Linked DNA regions of Mus musculus: region 1 is linked to region 2. A link is a contact called in public HiChIP or PLAC-seq data. All regions are on one chromosome and are shown on one strand. Each heading gives the region's core, a stretch centred on a gene start, on an enhancer-like site or on the middle of the called end of the contact. The rest is flanking DNA. Distances are from core to core; before and after follow the strand shown.

Region 1 (5,461 bases), core at 851-3,350, 710 kb before region 2:
CCTTCCGTACCTCTCCTTGAATGTAGGGGAGGGGTGATGTGTAGTAACAAAGCAATGGCGTTTCTCCCTAATTGCTAAGGATGAGAGAAGCTGTCATGAGTATTCTCTAGCAATTAGGGAATATTTCAGGCCCCAGAACACATCAAGCATTCCCATTCCTAGGAACTCCTACCTTGGGAATCTTCACAGCGGACATATTAAACTATACCTGTTTTACATGCCAGTTATCCTTTCTTGCTATGCAACCCATGAAATATTGTTTTCATCAAGTTGAGACTAGTTAAGAATGTGTCCTCTTATACTAATGAGCTATATTCTGTGCCAGTTGAACTAAAGATGTCAGTTTGGCACACTTATTAGTTTGCTATAGGCACCACAGCAAACACAGCAGCTTAAGTCTCTATTATTTACCTGTTACAATGCTAGAAGCCAAAAATCCAAAGTCAGTTTTAATGAATTAAAATCAAGTGCTTCCAAGGAGATCCTCTTCTTGGCTCTAGAAGCTTCTGGAAGGTGCCAGCTTGGCTATGGCAGCTTCACTCCTGCCTTTGCCTCCTCTCGTCTCTGCAGTGGCCTTCTTTTTGAGTATAAATAAACTGTGAAGCAACCTGAGAGTAGTCATGGGATGGAGACATGTAGTTTCCAAGAAGGCAATTCTATAATTAAATACTGTGTGGGGGAGCTTACATTATCTTAAGTCATTCCACTCAGACAATTGTGGTAGGATAAATGACATTGATTGTGGTTTTGTGATGTATAAAGGAGGCACTTCATTTAGGACATGATAAATCAAGATAAATAGTTACAGATAAATACATAGATGAAAACATTGACAGTCAATAATTTAGTAGACATACGTAAATATGTGATATTTTGTCTTTGCTTAAAAATCATTATTTTCTATATATTTTTCCCTTATTTAATTTTCATTTTATGTACATGGGTATTTTGCATGCTTGTATGTCTATAAATCATATGTGGGCATGGTGCTGTCAGAGGCCAGAAAAGTGTGTTGGACCCTCTGGGACGGGAGTTAGATATGAGACATAAGCTGCCCTTTGGATGCTGGGAATTGAGAAATGCTTTTAGACAGTCACCTCTCTGACCCCTTATAATATTTTACATAGTAATATTTATTAACATTTATTATAGTAAAACTATTCATTAAGTGGGAGAAAGAAATAAGCTTGAGACATTCAATATATTGTATCACCTTATATACTTATCTGGTTTAAGTTTCTTAATCTCTCTGCCCACAGGACAGTTTATTTTTTCTTAGTTTTAATTCATCATTACAATTTGGCTAATATTCTTTTTCTCATAGTATGTGTTTTAATGGCTATGGAACATGTATTCATGTATTGGTTAGAAATTCATTCAAATCCAAATAGAAGTGCTTGTCACAGGAGTGTCACCAGTCAGGATACTGCCTTCTCATTCAATAACAGCGTTGTTACAGTCACTTGGGGATGTCAAAGCAGCTTCTCCTGTCTTTCTGTCCCGCTATTCTTGAATATCAACTTCACTACTGCAAAATAGTTGCCCCAGCTCCTGATATTAATACACTCTTTCTAGAGAGAGGATAAAAGGGTCAATATGAAGGAGAATTCCTAACTAGGTCTGACCCTTAAAAAAACAGTCACATGTCATAGAAGAGTCAAGAGTAAGTTCTTAAGTTCTTAAGCCTCCCTCAGGTGTTTGGCTCCCCTGACCTGGATCCAAGTGGTGTGGGACTCCCTGTTTCTCAGTCTTTATAGAAAAGTTCTAGGATCTCAACCTTCCCAAAGCTGTGACCCTTTAATACAGTTCTTCATGGTGTGCTGAACCCAACCATAACATTGTTCCATTGCTACTTCATAACTTTGATACTGTGACGAATAGTAGTATAATTATCCAAGCTGAAGGATATCTGATTATGTGACCCCTGTGGAAGAGTCATTCAACCCCCATGAGGGTCATGACTCACAGGTTAAGATTAGGAGAAAGACATTGTAAATAGACTTGGATAGAAGAAACAAAATAATTGCGTTCTTCTGTTTCCTTGACAGTCCTTCCACACCGCTGAGCATGCTGGGAAGAGCACACCACAATCTCACTGACTCATTTCCTCCTCTTAAAGTTTAAGACCTCTGCTGCCTTCTTTACTGAGTCTGAATGGAACTCATGTTCTAGGCGCAGCATAAAAGGAGAAAAGAGCTTTCACACAAAATATGGGAGAAGAGCAACCCCAAAGGAGCCCCTAGTCTATAGAAAATATCAAATGTTGCTGGTTAGGAATTACAGAACCTGCTTAACCTGGAAGGTAGAGTAATTTCCAAGTGGTTAAAGCATGAAACCCATGAGGATTGCAGCTATTGGCTTTCCTACACAAACCCAGGAAAGTGCCCTTCCTGGACACTACACATTATTTCAGCCCCTGGAACCAGTTTCAAGACTGATATTGCTTTGTGAGTAATCACAGGTTATTGTCAGCCAAGCCTAGGCTTTTTCCAGCATCACAGCTATTTCAAAACTTAGAATTCTCAACTGCTTTCTCTGGTTAATTTTGTATATGGAATGCCTATGTGTGGCAAAGCTCTATGATCGGCGCATCTTGATCATAGATGTGGGGTGTCCTGCCCAGGGAAAAGTGCTGCCTATCTGGCTTGTCATGGGAAAGCTCGCTGACCCTTGTCCCGAATGACTCATAAGGTTGACTGCCACTCCTGCCCTGTTTGTGGTGTGACTTCCCATGGTGGATCTCTGAGCTCTGCAGCATGTTTGCTGCTCTGGAGATGTTAACGGTAGAATCGTGGGAAGCGCGTTGCTGAGGTGCGCACTGATTCCCAAGCGTTCATACCTCTCAGATGAGCCTGTGCTATGTACACCACAAAGGGTCATGCAAGTGCCTGAAGTCACGAAGAAACTTCTTTAGACTTATAAAATGGGAATTTAATATTTGTTCCAAAAGATGGTATAGTTTTCAAGCAAAAACAATGTGGGTTTTAAATTATCATTGACTGATCATTGAACTTTTCAAAATATCTGTCTTCCTGTATAGAAAACATAGGATAGTAATATACCTGGGGATAGCATGAGCATTCCTTGTATTATACCAAAAACATAGAAAATGTTAAGTGTTTCCAGTAGAAGCACTCACAGAGTTTTACCTGTACTCAGGTTCTCTGAGATGCTCCTCACTACCTGTCTTAATACGCAGACCCAACTATGAGGGATCCTTCTAGTGGATGGCAACTATATTCTCAAAATCTAGACTTGTATCTTGGGAGGGCTGTTGGTAGTGGGTGCATAAGAGGTAAGGGAAACTTATCCAACCATTTGAAGCTTAATTTATGCTCAGAAATGCAAGATATCAAGAAGCACACATAGAATCCACAGGTTAAGTTGTGCTATCTCAGGTCAAACTGATCAGGTTGAGCCATAAACGAGACTATCTATTCAACAGAGACTGATGAATTCCAACACGTATCAATAGTCACCCGGTTTACTCAGATCCATGAGCAGAAATCATGTGCCCACCGGTGCCAGCTAGTCAGATGCTCAGCTCTCAGTCCTGGGGCCCATCTTCTAGACTAAATGGAGAAGGAGATGTCTCTGCTGGAGAGATGCTATGTGCAGGTGGAAGGAAAGGACTGTCTACGACAGATGAAGAGGAAGCGCCAGATCTTAGGGTCCTTGTACTGAGTGCCATGTGAATCAAGCATGCTCACGTAAGATCTTTGATTTTTAAAATATTTGTGAAAAAGAGATGCAGCTAGATGAATATACTGAAAGTCTGACTGTGTTTGGTGATGGTGGCTTATGTTTCCTGGGTGCTGGCAGGTCTGATAGGAGACAGGATGATACCTCAGCAGTGGGCAGGGACTACCACAGCCAATGTAGCTGAGGCCTGGGGCTCCTCATTTGCATGAATTCCCTTTAGGTCTCTCTTCCCAATTTTATGTTTTATATATCTGCATTGTCTACGGTTAAAAGTTCCCAGAACCACAGAAGCTTCTGCCCTTTCCAGCCTGACTGCACCCTAGGAAGTAGTGAGATACAGTTAGCAGTAGGGGGAAGGGCAGATAAAACAGAAGGGAGTGGAAGAAACTGATCCTTGTGGGAGACTCAGAGATGAAGAGGTTAAGATCACAAATGTTAATGTGGGCTGTGGCATGATTCCTGGACTACACTGAGATGAAGTTTACCTTTATAAACAATATGACTGTATGACTTTATTCAGAAGTTTAGGAAACAGGGAGCTATTATGTGTGTGTGGACAGAGCAAGAGACAAGGTCCTTGTGAACAGGAGATGGAGAACAAGCAGTGTCAAGAGTTCAAATGGACTGAGATACAAAGGCTGTCTAGGGAGTGTGTAATATCCCCTGGTCCCTCAATCTTTGGAGACACTGAATTCTTACATTATATAATAGTTTCCTTTCCCTGTGTTTACATTCCAAAGAAGACAGATCTCATGGGAGAGTGCTTGACAGCCAGCTGTGCTCCCTTGGACCTTGGGATCCATCCTTAAATGCAACAAAAGCGATGAGATTAACGTTCATTCATTGGAAATAGAGTCTGATGGGATGGGCTGAGCCAAGACCCACTGAGAACACCCCCAGTACTCATCTCAGAGTACAGAGATCAGTAGTCATCCAAGTAGACAGAAAGGAATAATCAAGAAGATGGCTAAGAAAAATGAGGATAATGATTAATGAAGAATATCATTGTGAAGTAGGAAATAAATAACCTTTGACATTGCCTGAAAAAGAACCAATGTTTGAAAGTCAGCTTGGCGGCTTAGCTTTCCATAACCACCATGAAGCACCTGAGGCAATGAATTTAAAGATAAACAAGATTTATTTTGGCTAGTTTCTTAGGAAATTCTAGACCCAGACCGAATGGCTGCATTTGATTTGGACTTCGAGCAAAGGCAGCCTCTCATGATAAGTGTGGAGGTGATCAGAGCTGCCACCAGTCAAGAAGGAAGGGGGGAAATAACAAGGTCTTGTGGTCTACCCCAGGGGCATGTTTGCAACAGCCCAAAGATCTTTTAGGAAACTTCACATCTGAAGGCTTAACCCCCATGGTGTTGGGTATCTAGCCTTTAGCACATAGGTCCTTAGGTGTAGTTATCTGAACCTAAGCACACCAACCCCAGTCTAATCTCTTGTAAAATCATCCCATCTATTATGTTGTGGATAAGTTCCTGCTGCTGCATTTCTGGAGTAGTATTTTTGTTTACTTATAAAATTTTCATTTCTTGAGCAGGAAAAACTGGCATATACAGTCGCTGAAAGAGTATATTGCATAAGGCAAACGTTTTGGAGCAGAGACTGAAGGAATGACTATCCAGAATCTGCCCCACCTGGGGCTCCATCCCATATACAATCACCAAACCCAGGCACTATTGTGGATGCCAACAAGGGCACTTACTGGCAGGAGCCTGATATAGCTGTCTCCTGAGAGGCTCTGCCAGTG
Region 2 (5,205 bases), core at 2,354-4,853:
ACACAGGTGTTGGGGCTTTAAACCCAGGTTCCCAGCTCTGTTTTGTATTATAGAGTATGTTTTCATATGCATTCTCTTTCTTTTATTGAGATGGAATCTCAGTATACAGCCCTGGCTGGCCTGGAACTCACAGAGACCCACGGGCCTCTTCTGAGTGCCGATATTAAAGGCATGTGCCACCACCGTTCCTTCATGAACATTCTTTCTTTTTGAACTACATAACGTTATGAGTTGAACTATTCCTGTTTATTCAAATAACTGTTAAATCTCTCAGCAACTATTTATTCTAATTTCTAGTACAGTATACTTTTTAAAGCTGACACATTTTTTTTAATTAAATGGAACTAAAGCAATATAACTCCATCTAATCCAAGAGCCAGAGCTGAGAAAGTGTTTTAATGCGGTATGCCCGTTGGTGCACATGCAAAACACACCATGACTTATTTTGCCAGATATTCTGTTTTAAAAATAAGACTATATCAAAATTAGAATTGGTTTGCAGATAGGCTGAGAAGCTGAATAACCCATCCTGGGAGATGATTAAACTAGAACTAGCTCCGAGAGGCTGACTTTCTACTTCTTCAGTTACAGCGCTTAACTTTCTATAGGCAACGCAAAAACAATGACTATGGGTGATGGCTTCTTCCTTAGACCGAAGACGGACAGCTGATTGTTGAAGGGATGCTGGACATTTTCTGGGGAGTCAAACGACCCATACAGCTGAAAATACAAGATGAGAAGCAAATCTCTTCCTTTGATCTGTTGAACACACCGGAAACCTTTTCCAGCAAAGGGTAAGCTGTCTTCCCTTGTACGTCCTCAAATCGTCTTGTTCTCTGCTTTTGTTGTGTTCTTAGCATGGGTTTCATATACCTGTGCGTGCATGATTATAGACAATCTCACACCAACGCCAACATCAACAATCTCACGCCAATCTCAACATGTCCATCGATTGGTTGTTTGAAAACCATGTCTCTGAGGTTAGGTGACTGTGTAGGATCCCTAGTTACCACCTGGCAGGACCAAAGAAACCTTTGTTCCATGGGCTCTGGAGACCCCTACTGGTGCCCCTTTTGCCCCTTTGGATCCCCCAGGAGACTGCACTAGAAGAGACTAGACAGAACGGCAAGATTTGGATAGTCCCAACGGGACCTCCAAAAACAGAGAAGAAAACTTCAATCTGTCCAGTCCTTGGAACAAAGAACTCGTCTTGCTTTCTGGACAGGAGATTGAATTATGCTCTCATTCAGAACGAGCAGAGCTGTTTAGCAAAGCACAGCAAAGCACATCTGAAGTTCCTTGCACAGGAAAGCTCCCACCCTGCATGGGTGGATGCAACTATAACTTGAATGTTCGGCTTGAGTGGGGTTTTGTTCTTACAATTTGTAGGTTTTTTTTTTTTAATTATCATCATTCAAAATTATACTCTTAAAAGAGCTGGCTTACTTTCTTCTCCATCTTTCACTCCTATCTCATCTTCTGCCACCAAAGTTGTCTTCACAACTCCCACCTTCCCATCCATTACTGGAAGACTTGAGGTTCTCCGAGAGGAGAAAATGGGTGACAGCAGCTAGGATGGTGCATTTGTATAGTCTGATATTTGGCCACAATTAAGGAAAGTTACATACTACCTTGTCACACACACACATACACACACATACCCATGTCCCACCGTGTTTACCTACTCAACAAGTCTCAAATATAATCCTTGAACAGAGCTGAGCACTGTGCAATATTGTAAACATGCCATGCAGTTTCTTATTTTCCTCCGTCCGTCTGTCTGCCCACCTAACAGCCAGCCTGCTGCTTATCCGCAGCCAGTTGTCTAACTCTCCTCCAACAAATTCAAAACATTCCCCTGAAAGCCTTCCAGGATCCCTCGGTCCATACTGAGCAGACTGATATAGCTTCTCTCTCATCTCCAGGGCATACAGTTTGTTGAACTTTTATACATCCTGTCCCCAGCTACAATGGGAGTCTCTAGGTAGCAGGGGACATATCTTACATTGTTTTTGCATCCCAGGGCCCAACTCAAAGAAGTAAGGAAAGAGAGAGGTCAGAGAGAGGGAGAGACAGAGGGGTAAAGAAAGAGACAAAGAGAGATCTATAAGATGATAGACAGAGAAAGAAAGTGTGAGTAGTGGAAGGGAATAAGATCAGATGAAACCTGTAAAGATATGTCACCTGTTTTGTGTGACAAGCTTCTCACCCTCTTCTCACCAGTCTCCCATCCAAGCTATGGGCTGCTGGTGGGCACAGGACATATGCTTGTGAGCACAAATGGAACCACAATCTCGGGCAGCTTGTGAAGTCCAGCATCCCTCAGGTACAAAATAACTGACAAGACCCATCATTCAAATCAGTAGACGCAGTATATAAAAGTGATTGAGCCTTGCTTTAAAATAAAAGAACTATACAAGATATGAACGAAAAATTGTGATCATATTTCGCATCTACCTAAGAACTCATGGCAAATTCCTTCGAGGGGCAGACCCCTTCTGCTATATTCTTTTTGTTTGTTTGTTTGTTTTGTTTTGTTTTGTTTCTTGAGACAGGGTTTCTCTGTATAGCCCTGGATGTCCTGGAACTCACTTTGTAGACCAGGCTGGCCTCGAACTCAGAAATCCACCTGCCTCTGCCTCCCAAATGCTGGGATTAAAGGTGTGAGCCACCACACCCGTTTTTGTTTTTGTTTTTGTTTTTGTTTTTTCCTGCTAAATTCTGATTCCTTCCAGTTCATTAAAACTTCATAAGTGTGCAGTGTTACAGCGATACGTCGAGGAGGTTGGCACTTCTACAGTTGTGATAAGCCACTGTTGTTTTAATAGTTATTCAAAGATATGTTTTAATCTCACCAATTCAACATACTAGCTTTGAATGAAAGACATGGAAATTGCCGGTGAGTTTTAGGAGCCAAGGGTGGGGACAGATCATATGGGTGGTGTTCTTGCCTATGCCACAGCAGATTATAAACTATCACCTTCTCTTGCCTTCTGCAGAGCCCATTTCCCTTAGAACAGTGCTGGTATGCTAGTAACTTTTGGGGGGGGGGGGCGGAAGGGGGTTCGATGCAGGGTTTCTCTGTAACTCTTCTCATCAGCATAGCCAAGCATGACAGAGCAATGGACGGAGGAGAGGATTGTTTGGCCTCACATTTTCTGATGTCCAGACCACCACGGTAGAGAAGGCATGGGAGCTGAAGGGACTCCAGCCAAACAGTAGGAGCTTGAGCCATCATGGCATGCTCATATCTTAGCAAGTTAGGAAGCAGGGAGCTCTGATCCAGGTATCTTCAAGGTCTGACCCCAGGGACTTACTTCTGCAAGCTAGGCCATGGTCTCAAAGACTCCACACAGCACTACCAGTTGAAGGGTCCAAGTGCTCAAACCCACGAACCTGTGGAGTACATCCCAAGTTCAAGCTATAACAGCTTTGGAAGCAAGCAGAAGTTATTTCTCATGATTTAAACTTGAGAAAATACACCTAGACAATTTCATAAGCCTGTGATTCAACAGAATAACCAGACATGTACTAGAACACTGGAGGTATCAGCCTGTCCTTTAGCACAGTAACAAGACTCACTAGAGCATTGTAATTATGCGTCTGCCATGAAACTTCTCATTCTAGTAAGAATTAGCAGGAAGAGACCACACCCCTTATGCATACAGTGCAGACTGACTGATTCATTCTCTCTCTCTCTCTCTCTCTCTCTCTCTCTCTCTCTCTCTCTCTGTCTCTCTTTCACACACACACACACACATACACACACACACACACACACACACACATACACACACACATACACACATGCACACACATACACACACACACATACACACACATACACACACACATACACACACACACATACACACACACACACACACACACACACACACACACACAAGCATGATAGCATTATTTAGTTGGTGCAGTCAGCTTGCTCTTCAGACATGAAGGCACACTGCAGAGAGAATGGCTCTCCCTGGCCTCTCTGTGGTGGCATATAGAGACACCAGAGGCACTGTTCTCTGTGTCCATTCAGTCTTAGGTACTCTCCCTCCCTTGATCACTTCCTCTTAGGTGACTCACTCAAATTCCGGGCCCCATTAAATTGTGTAACGAATTTGACCATTCCCCTCTTTCAAAGCTTCTCTCATTCTTTGTCCGTTTTGGGCATCTATGGTCAGGACTTAACACTGCTGCTCAGACTTACTGTCTCCTGTTGGTGGGTTAGTAGACAACGAAGGACATGGACAGTGTGTGCTCAGCTGCAAGGACTCCAGTTGAGCATCTTTCTATTCCTTGGAGAAAATATTCACTACTGTTATCTTGCTTTAGTCATGTTGGCAGTGAGTCACACTGAGGAAGTATTACCCTAATGGGGATGGTGAAGGTTTAAAAGTACAGCGGTGTGTTTGAGCTCTGACCACTTGCAAGTATGGAAATGACTCTGTAGGAGGGACTTTGATCTCTATCGTATCAGGGCCAAATGTTTTCTTATAGAAATTTTGTGTGTTAAAAGCCAAAATAGACAAGAAGAACCTCACTGGAGTTATTTTTGTTCTCACTGGTTTCCATTTCTATTTTAATATCTCTTTAAAGTCAGTGTTTGCATATTTTAGGCAAGCCATGGCAGAATGAAATAAAGAGCAGGAAGTGAACAGGTGCATATATTTTGTATCAGTAATGTCTTTTTTTTCTTTTGTCATGAATAGGGAAGTAGCAGCATTTTATTTGTCTATCAAATTTCTACCTCCGTTTTATTTTGAAGCCCATACAATCCCTCCCCAGCATTTAGACCCAGTACACTTCCTGGTGTTTAGCCAGAGCAACACAAGCTGTTCCATGTTTGCACATGTTCAATTGTTTGATGTTAAAGTTCTAACCAGTTCTTGCTTGAGAAGTACAGAGAGCCACCCTTAAGCTTAGTCATGTGCACAGTGTATGGAATGCTTCTTGAATTACACACTCCCAAACTGTAAGGAAGTTGTTGTCCACTTCAGCAAGGAGGGGAACACAGGAAAGAGGCCAAAAATGAATCTATTGAGTCATGTCTCAGCCCCGGGGTTTGTGGCACCACACCACTGCACGAAGCGAAGGAAACTGACAGGGTGGCTGTCACATTTGCAGGTCACTGATCAGCTGTGGTGACTATAAGTCATCATGTATAGGAACTTCTGGTCCCCACCCCATAGGAAACAG

What was found. HiChIP or PLAC-seq counts read pairs in DNA pulled down with a chosen protein or histone mark.
Region 1: an HNF4G HiChIP or PLAC-seq map of pancreatic cancer cells shows a contact between it and region 2. The contact joins two enhancer-like sites. A contact is called at or near these places in 2 of 115 datasets of contacts at active chromatin or transcription factors (bone marrow-derived macrophages and pancreatic cancer cells) and 1 of 9 other capture datasets (pancreatic islet).

Annotation. Positions count from the first base shown.
Region 1 is chr5:91,317,155-91,322,615 of GRCm38.p6, reverse strand. No RefSeq gene overlaps it. Among named protein-coding and RNA genes, the nearest start is that of Gm19619, 37 kb to the right of the region's middle. Within about 2 kb of position 2,100, at least 21 of the 459 cell types and tissues checked have an H3K27ac peak or open chromatin away from gene starts, as enhancers often do. A contact at or near this core is called in pancreatic cancer cells, where this site is marked.
Region 2 is chr5:90,611,384-90,616,588 of GRCm38.p6, reverse strand. Rassf6 (Ras association (RalGDS/AF-6) domain family member 6) reads left to right here. Exons shown (of 11, transcript NM_028478.3): 4 at 652-794. Among named protein-coding and RNA genes, the nearest start is that of Rassf6, 27 kb to the left of the region's middle. Within about 2 kb of position 3,603, at least 108 of the 459 cell types and tissues checked have an H3K27ac peak or open chromatin away from gene starts, as enhancers often do. A contact at or near this core is called in pancreatic cancer cells, where this site is marked.